Linked DNA regions of Arachis hypogaea: region 2 is linked to region 1. Evidence: chromatin contacts called from public Hi-C data. All regions are on one chromosome and are shown on one strand. Each heading gives the region's core, a stretch centred on a gene start, on an enhancer-like site or on the middle of the called end of the contact. The rest is flanking DNA. Distances are from core to core; before and after follow the strand shown. Region 1 has its middle 11 kb from the start of LOC112703205. Region 2 holds the start of LOC112703211 (DEAD-box ATP-dependent RNA helicase 16).

Region 1 (4,655 bases), core at 1,547-4,046:
CCATGAAATTGCACCAGAACCAAGATGAAATACAAATCCTGAAGTACTTTTTCTTGTTTCTATATCTCCGACCCAATCACTATCAGTGTAGCCAACAAGGTTTACTTCATTAGTATTCTCATAATAAATTCCATCATTTAAAGTACATTTGATATATCGAAGAATTCTCTTTGCCGCTTGCAAATGGTTGGTTCAAGGCTCCTCCATAAATCTGCTAAGCAAACCAACTCCAAACACAATATCTGGTCTAGTCGCAGTCAAGTACCTTAGACTTCCAATCAAGCTTTTGTAATATGTATGATTTACTGCTCCTCCTTTATCTTCTCTCAGCAATTTGAACTTCTCTTCGACTGGAGTAGAAACTGGCTTTGAATGTTCCATTTGAAATTTCTTCAAAATATCATTTGCATATTTCTTCTGAGAAATGAAAATACCATCATCTCTTTGAACCACTTCAATGCCAAGAAATTTAGACATCAAACCCATATCTGTCATTTCAAAGTGCTTTATCATAACCTCCCTGAATTCTGCAATTATCTTCAAATTGTTGCCAGTAAAGATTAAATCATCAACATAAAGACACACGATCAAGATATCTCCAGGTTCAACGAACTTGATATAAAGAGTATGTTCAAATGGACATCTTTTGAAACCATTCTCAATAAAATAAGAATCAATCTTCTTGTACCATGCTCTTGGTGCTTGCTTTAGCCCATACAAAGCTTTCTTCAATTTGTAAACTTTATCTTCCTTTCCAAGAACTTCATATCCTGCAGGTTGCTCAACATACACTTCTTCTTCTAAAGTGCCATTTAGAAATGCAGACTTAATATCCATTTGATGTATCTTCCACTTATTTTGAGTCGAGAGTGAAATAATCATACGAATAGTGTCTAATCTAGCAACAGGAGCAAATACTTCAAAATAATTGATACCTGACTTTTGTTTGTATCCCTTAGCAACTAATCTTGCTTTGAAACGATCAACTTCACCACTGGGTTTGTACTTAGGCTTGTAAACCCACTTTACTCCAATCGGCTTCTTATCTGCTGGTAAATCTGTCAACTCCCATGTGTTATTCTTTTTAATGGCATGAATCTCATCATCCATTACTTTCTTCCAATTGTTATCTCTAGAGGCTTCTTCAAAGTTTAACGGCTCACAATCTGAAAATAGAGCAAAATTTATGATTTCTTCATCAGACGGATCGTTGTCATTGCCAACCTCATAATCTGCTAATCTAGCTGGTAGTCTCTTCTCTCTTTGAGGTCTTCTAGATGATTCTGGTTGCTCGGTTGCATCAGGTTGTCTTTCTTCTTCATCATCACATGTATTTGAAATTATAATCGGATGCTTTTCTATCTTTGTGTTCCAGTCCCATATGTCTTTCTCGTCGAATGTCACGTCTCTGCTGATGATCACTTTCTTTGATACTAGATTGTACAACTTGTATGCTTTTGAGTCTGTGCTATAGCCAATAAAGATACACTTCAATTGGCCCTAGGATCACTCACTCATATAAATGACGCTATCATATTTTTCATCTCTCAACTTCATCAACACTCATATGAAATAATAGAACAAAGAAGGACTTCACATAATCATATTTTTTTTTTTCATTTCATGGAACATACATACAATACACAAGGCATATGTGCCTTTATATAGGCAATGCTTCCTACTAAAATAATAATTTATGAATCACAAATCAATTTTGTAATGACTACTATGCTATGAGTTGTCTTCATGAATCTTCCTTCAACTTATATTTATGTAGTTTCTATAATCTTCTAATTTAGATTGCTTGGTCTTCAATTTCAATTCAATTTAATTTTGAATTTTTTTAATATTGTAGAATGTTGTAATTGTACTATTCTCTTGAATGTTCTTCAAAAATCTTCAAGCTTCCAATATATTAGCTTCTAGCAATATCTAGCAAATTGATGATTATTGTATTCAACTAAAACTTTGCTTCTTCTTTGACAATTTTAACTTCAAAAACTCTTCATAAAAATTCTAGTGATGCAAGTTGATTTATAATGAATTAACACTTCTCAAAACAATATCAAAAGAGAGGGAAATGTATCACTAAGGATCAAGGTCATACAGATCCAGATAGAGAGTGCCTGTCATCTACTCAAAAGTGATCCTACGAAGATTCTTCACTAACTCCTCCAGACATCTCTAAACTCAAGTCATCAGCTGCCAAGTTTATCTCTATCTGCAAACATAGGAAGAAACCAAGTTTATCTATATCTGCAAACATAAGAAGAAAGGAGGTGAGAACCTAAAGTTCCTAACAGAGTAAAACAGGAAAAAAGGAATCATAGGATCTTTGTCTCTAAATTCTCGTTAAATAAAAAATCGTCACATAAAAATAACAGAGTACAAATATATAGCAGGTAAATAGAATTAGTCATAGACAATTAGAAAACTGCAATAAGCAATCACAAGAAATTCACATATGCAAACAAGATGGTGCATGCTTGTTTCTAGTGCAGATCATAAACTCACGCATTGGTTGACTATCCGCAGCCTCATGTTACCCGGAATGGATGCGGAATATGGTTTTTCCACTAAATCAGTAAGCACAGATATCACATGGGTGGACCCATCTGAGTTAGATACCAAAATCACAGGTTTACCCGTGTGAGTTAAGCTAAAACCATAATCATAAAATCGCTATAGCATATGTGCATTAAGTAAAAAATAGGGTACCATACAGACGAACCCATATCAGTCAGATACCACTTACTAATAGGTGTCCCCACTTAACAACTCTGCTCAGCAAGTACATTTTCCCTACCCGGGGTCTCTGCTCAGTTAATACGTTTCTTTGACTGGGGTATAAGGCATTTTGGGTTTTAATCATTATTCAATACTTTTGACTCTTTCTTTTAGATTAACGCCTACTTGGTGACTATTTTTCTATTTAATAATTAATAAGACAAACACACTCGGAATCGCGTAAATTATATATCCACGCGTGTGCTATCTATGTAAAATAAATTTCAGGATTCGAAAACTAACGGTATACTAAGAAAACCTTGACTGTTTATCTGGTTTTTCAGGTTAACGTTGTTCTACATCCTGAGCTTTAATTTGGTATAAATTTTATAGCATTTGGATTAAAAATGAATTTTATACAATTTTTAAAAGTTTGTCCCCTGCACTTAAAAATCTACAGAAAACAACAAGTAACATATCTTTTGTAAAAATCACCAAAATTTCATTTCTAACTAAATGCTTCTGAAATTTTGTGGAGGTATACTAGACTTCCTCAAGTTTAAAACAAAACAAGTTCCAGTTCCATATCAATTCATATGAGCAATTAATGCAGCGGGAAAATGGTGACCTGTTTTCATAAACCAGTTTCTGAAATCTCGGCAAGCAACATTTCATCATCCTTTTGGTTACAACTTAAAATGTTACGTAAATCAAAAGTTACATTGGCTAGAAGACACGGTTTTGAAAACTGGAAGCAGGATTTTCAGCACAAAACCCCAAATTTTGAAAAATCATATCTCCCAAACTACTTGGCAAAATTTTCTGAACTTTTTATGGGTCAATCTGGACATCTTGGAATTTATTAGAAAAATCAATTGGTGTAGAAAATATGTCTAGATTGCTCCCAGTTCTCATGGCAAGTTGCTGTCCAAAATTATGCAGAAATTCTACAGTATCTCTCCCTAATATACAATAACCGATTTTAATCCCCTTAAAACTCTAACCTACACTAATTTAATTGTCTCATAATTGATTCTTATTATTTCATATTCCCACCAAGAGCCTCAAATCAATATATATATATATATATATATATATATATATATATATATATATATATATATATATATATATATATATATATATATCACAAATGATATAACATTCTGCACAATATACCACAATTTACAATATCACCACTACGCTATTTACATCAACAATGTTTCAACAGTATCAAGGCACCATAGTAGTAATTTTAGCAACAATTACAATATTTAATCACACTAAATCATCCAAAACAAGAAAACACAACTAACAGTAACATATAAGACTAAACTAGCATCCTAACCCTTACCTCTTTGTTGATCAAAAGCACAAAACTTGTCCCTGATTCTCCCTTGAACCCGAACCCTAACCATTCCAAGGAGTTTTGGTTACATTTCACCAGGCCATTCGGCCAAATTAAACACAGAGGAGGGAAAATCACTCACTTCTCTTTGCTTGTGATGCTAGTTATGTTAACAGAAATTGAGTAAACTAGGAGAATGAAGCAAGGGAAGGATCAAAATTTTGAATTAGAGGAGGAAAGGAAGAAGATGAAGTTGCTATCGTCACCTAGCAGAGAAGCTCGAAGAACAGTTGGGTGAGTGGAATGCAGCTCCCTTTTCAGCTTCGATCAGCTCCTTCCTTGGCTATCATTCTTCTTTTCTTGGTGCTGTGGTTGATGAAGAGCCAGAAAACTTGAAAAACGCTCCTGTTCTTGCTTACTGGTGCTTTGACTGTTCCTCGTTCCTTGCCCTCTCTCTGCTTTCTGTGAATTCAAGGAAGGAAGAGTGGTGCTTATATAGTCAGAAGAAGAGGTGGTGAAGGCTTCGCTGGTCTCTGCTCCATGCAACACCTATGTATGCTTCATCATTACCTTGGCTGAT
Region 2 (4,655 bases), core at 634-3,133, 740 kb after region 1:
TCCCACTCTAATTTTCGTCATGGAAGAATATTGTTCCCCATTTTTATTTTCCACAAATCTCCATTCTTTACGGGACCTCATTCTCCATTTTTCTATATTGATCATTTATATGAAAGTTCTAATAAAAAATAAAAAAAAATCAGAAAACATTATTACAACATACAAGGACATAGTCACGTAGCAGTAAAAACGAGAAAGGACATCGCAATCAGAGACAATAAGATAGCGATCGGGTGACGACACAATATGCACTGAGCAAGAGTGGTGAGGAGTATGGTTGTGACGCTATGAGATATTGAGATTTGCGAGTTTTGGCCTTTTGGGATGACTGGAGAGTGGGACGACATAGTGTTAGTATTATGGAGAGAAGGGAAGACACTTTGGAAATTAGGGTTAAGTTTTTCAATATATATAGTATGTGAAATGACTAAAAAATTTATATTAAAATTATTAAAGATATTTAAGTAAATTTAAAAATTCGGAGATTAGTCAAGATGAGGTAAAGATCTTCACTTGGATCCCCACGTCTGTCTCGAAAGAATTTTGGTCCCATCCCCATCTCCATAGAAAAAAATTCTTCATCTTTGAATCTCTATTTGAGACAATCTTCATGAGGATTTGAGTTTTGGCATCCCTATTCTAAGCTGCTAATTTAATTCTTAAATTTTAATTAAAAAAAAACATAAACTTATTTTCATGGAAAATATCTAAGCTTTCATAGATGTGATGATATAACTGATGACCCTACACTTTATTGCATTGTTATTAAATTCAACTCAATTTGTCTGATTCGATCGGAAACTTGCTCACTCGATCACTTGACCAAGTTGAGTACTTGTTGGACCGTGCTCCCATCCATAGTTATTAGAATTGGACTGGATTGACCGATTCGACTGAAAAACTGATGAACTGGTGGTCTGGCCAATTCGCTTGGTGGATTGGACCGAACTTACAATTGAACCGATCAACGATAGTCAAATTCATTAAGAATCGACCGGTTCGCACTTTAGACCGCACTGAACCGTGCGGGTCCACGATACACCCGCGCCCTGCTGAACCATTGCGCCCCATTTTGTTTTTTTATTAATATATGTGACAAAAATTAAATATATAATAATCCATGAATGAATTTTTATTTTTTTATTCTTTTAAGCATGGATTAACATGGATACCAAACAAGTAACAACACATAATATACAAACATATTGATATATTAATATTGATTGTGTTATCTTTTGTTTTCCCTCATTCATTTAAATTGATAAAGTATTTTATACTAGTGATTAATTTATTATTTATTTTTACACCATAAATTATATCTAAGAATTGTATTTGATTGTCATTAATATATTTTTTTGAAAACATGCATTTAATTTTTAATTTTATTTTTATAATTTTTTATTTTTATTTAATTATGACCGAGTCAACCATATAAATAAGTGACCCATCGGTTGAATCAATAACCCAGTAACCCTGTCATATGATCGAATTAATTACCGATTCGATTCTAATAACTATATTTCCATCAGACTCAAAGAGACTTGAGTCAACCTTGCAGGTTTTAAAAAAAAAAAAGGGTGACCCGACTGATTTATACAACTCAGATCGGGTATTTTTTTTAAAAGAAGAAACTACATCCTACACTACACTAGCCTCAATCCAAAACTCACCAAAAAGAAAAAAACCAATATTCTGAAAATTGAACCGGACCGATCAATCAGACCGATTCAGCTGCGAACCAGCAACATTAGCAGTTCGGTCAGATATGTAAAATCGTTGTTTAGAAAACCGGTGAGAAACGGTTAACCGGCCAAGAACCGGCAGGTCGGACCGAACCTGAACCCGCCCGGTTTACACAAAAACGGAAGCTCCGTTTCTTTCTCGCTTTCTCCCTTTCTTTCTTTCATTCAGATAGAAATAACACAAACCCAGCCAAAAAACCCTAGCACTGTAAGCCTACACCACCGCCGCAAGGAGTGGCATACTGACGCCGTCCGTCGCACTCAAAGTTCTCCATCCGTCCGTCTATCTAGCTTCCCTCGTGCTCCAAGTCTTCAACCCCTGTTCGCTGTCACCGATCGCGGCTGCTTTCTTTCGTTCAGCTGTCGTCTACGTTCGCGTTCTTCGCCGTTCACGTTCGCTAGCCGTTCCCCGTTCGCGTTCACTAGCCGTTCACCGTTCGAGTTCGCATTCGCGTTCGTCTGGAAGCCACGTTGCTCTGCTTCAAACTCTGCGACCAACCCGCGCGCTCCACCTAGTCGTCGAACTGCTCTCTTTTGTCGCCGCCGTGAGTTCCCTAAACCCGTCACCAGACAATACACTCACACAACACCAATACTCTGCTTCAAACTCTGCAACTTCTGATTTCCATTACAATAAGAAACTATTTGATTTGGTAGTGGTTTGGATTTTTCATAGAATGAATTAAAGTTACAATAGTTATGTTCTCTTCTAAATCACATTGATATTAAGCCTTGAATTCTCTTATTTCGTTTTAATTTTGCCGCACTCAACATGTTTGATAAAATGCTTTAACCATATTTCTGGTAGGTTTTATAATTTCTAGCTTTTAGAAACTTAGTAAGTTGATTGCATGTGAAATTAGAATAATTGGATCTTAGTAATTAGGAAATTTTAGCTGCACAAATAGCATCTTTGCAAAAAACATATTAGCATGATGATTCCACTTGCATTAGTGTTCTTCTGGTAAATTTTAACTGTTATTGTGAACTTGTTAATTTGCTAATTGTTCTTGTGTTGTTGTTCTGTTTTTCTTCTGTTACTTTTAATTTTTTTTTGTTTTTGTTGTGATTTTCTGTTCTTGATTTAAGCTGTGATTGAAGGTTCTTTGGTTTGGGTATTCTTCACTTTCCTGTAAGCTTAGCTTTTAATTCTTTGAGCATACACGTATCAAATCATTGTTTTCAGCAATGGTGATTTTTAGATTTTTTTTGGGTTGCTTTGTTTTAAATGTTCCTATTGTTGTTGTTGTGTTTTTGCTGTGATTTAAACGTTCTTTTGATTTTTTTTCCCGAATGCCCAGTCAGTACTTGGTTGACTGGTTTTGCTCACTGATTGTATTTGATGATAAATTTTAAATTTATAACTCTATTACTACTTTACTGTCTGTTTCTGTAGTTAAATTTTATTAAAGTTTCTTGAATTTGCACTGCCTATGTTACTGATTCACTGTTCCTTCATTGCTTTTTTTGTTGTTGTTAATCATTGTGATGAGCTTTGTTAAAATTGGGTTGAAAACTGTTAATCTTTCTTCATTTTTCACTGTTCTAACTTCTGTTCTTAGTAAAAAATTTGCAATTGGTGATCTTTTGATTTATTATATGTTTCATGTTTTCATTGTTCTGTTCTTATGAAGAAAAAATTTGCAATTAGTGATTGTATGATTCATGTTTTGATTGTTCTGTTATATAAAAAAAATTCTGTTTTCATTGTTTTGTTCATTGTTTGGTTGCACTGTCCCTGTTCTTGATCTCTGCCGACCTGCTACCCGTCCTCCGTGTTGGATTTTTTTGTTTCAGGCTTTGTTGTGTTTTTGTTTCAGCCTCTGTTGTGTGTTTGTTTCAGGCTCTGTTGTGTGTTTATTGTGCAACACTATCATTTTTTGTTTTACTTTTTGACTTAGCTACATTAAGACAATATTCTCTATCTTTAACTTGTGCATTTTAATTCAATCCAGCTATTTTTAATGGAAGTATAATTATGTTAATTGTAAACAAATTTGCAGCAAGTCATTGCATATTTTGATGATTAATTACATTTAATTGGTGATATTTTATGTAGGGTTTTAAATTTCAAAGATATTTAGGATGTTTATTTATAATTTATTTATTATTTTATTATGGAACGGTTTTTCCGGTTGAACCATGGTTAGATCGGTTGGACCAATAAACTAGTGAACCAATGACTAGAGCGGTTTGATGACTGGTTCGGTTTTCAGAACCTTGGAAAAAACACCAAAACCCTAGCTCTTCTAACTCATCTCACCCTGAGACTCTCATCTCTCCCTCAATTCTGAGACTCCAACTCTCTCGTCTTTCTCACTGCCTAGCCCTCTACACTTGCCGCCGTCTCGTCGCTCGTCTCAATCACACTCGCCGGTGTCTCGTCGCTCGTCTCGCGGCCTTCCTCGTCGTCTCACTCGAGTCTCGTCCCTGGGCTCCTCGCCGGCGGCGGCAGAAGCAACACGTGGGATCCGCTTGCTTCGTCGCCTTCCGTGCGCTCGTCGTCTTCTGGTTTCGGGTCGTTGCCATCGCCGTGGACCGTGGACCGTGGACCGTTGATGAGTCTCTGCATCATCGCTTCCCCTGTTCTCTCTTTTTCAGATTTCCCTTCATGTATTTTGAGATGTTGCTGAATTGCTGATTAATTAATTTGCCTTGATGCTAATCTAAATGTTGCTGTAAATCATGAGTGAACTTGGATTTGTTGAATTTGTTGTTGTAAGTTGAATTTGTTGCTGAAAATATCACTGAGCTAATTTTTTGGTTGATGAAATCATCACCGAGTTGAATTTATTGCCAATTATCATCACTGAACCTTGAATTTGTTGCTGTCTTGCTGAAATAATTACTTAGCTAAACCTTTTGTTGCTGCAAATCATCTTTGGAGCTAAATTTTTTGTTGCTGAAAATTAT

The links. Hi-C and Micro-C count contacts between places; a contact is called where the count stands out from the background.
Region 2: a contact with region 1 is called in a Hi-C map of leaf, with 9 times the contacts expected there. The contact joins the promoter of LOC112703211 here to the enhancer-like site in region 1. A contact is called at or near these places in 2 of 8 Hi-C or Micro-C datasets (both in leaf).

Annotation. Positions count from the first base shown.
Region 1 is chr7:60,422,900-60,427,554 of arahy.Tifrunner.gnm2.J5K5, forward strand. No RefSeq gene overlaps it. Among protein-coding and RNA genes, the nearest start is that of LOC112703205, 11 kb to the left of the region's middle. Within about 2 kb of position 2,797, at least 1 of the 3 cell types and tissues checked has open chromatin away from gene starts, as enhancers often do.
Region 2 is chr7:61,160,528-61,165,182 of arahy.Tifrunner.gnm2.J5K5, forward strand. It overlaps LOC112703211 (DEAD-box ATP-dependent RNA helicase 16), which reads left to right and starts at 1,884. Exons shown (of 16, transcript XM_025754561.3): 1 at 1,884-2,287.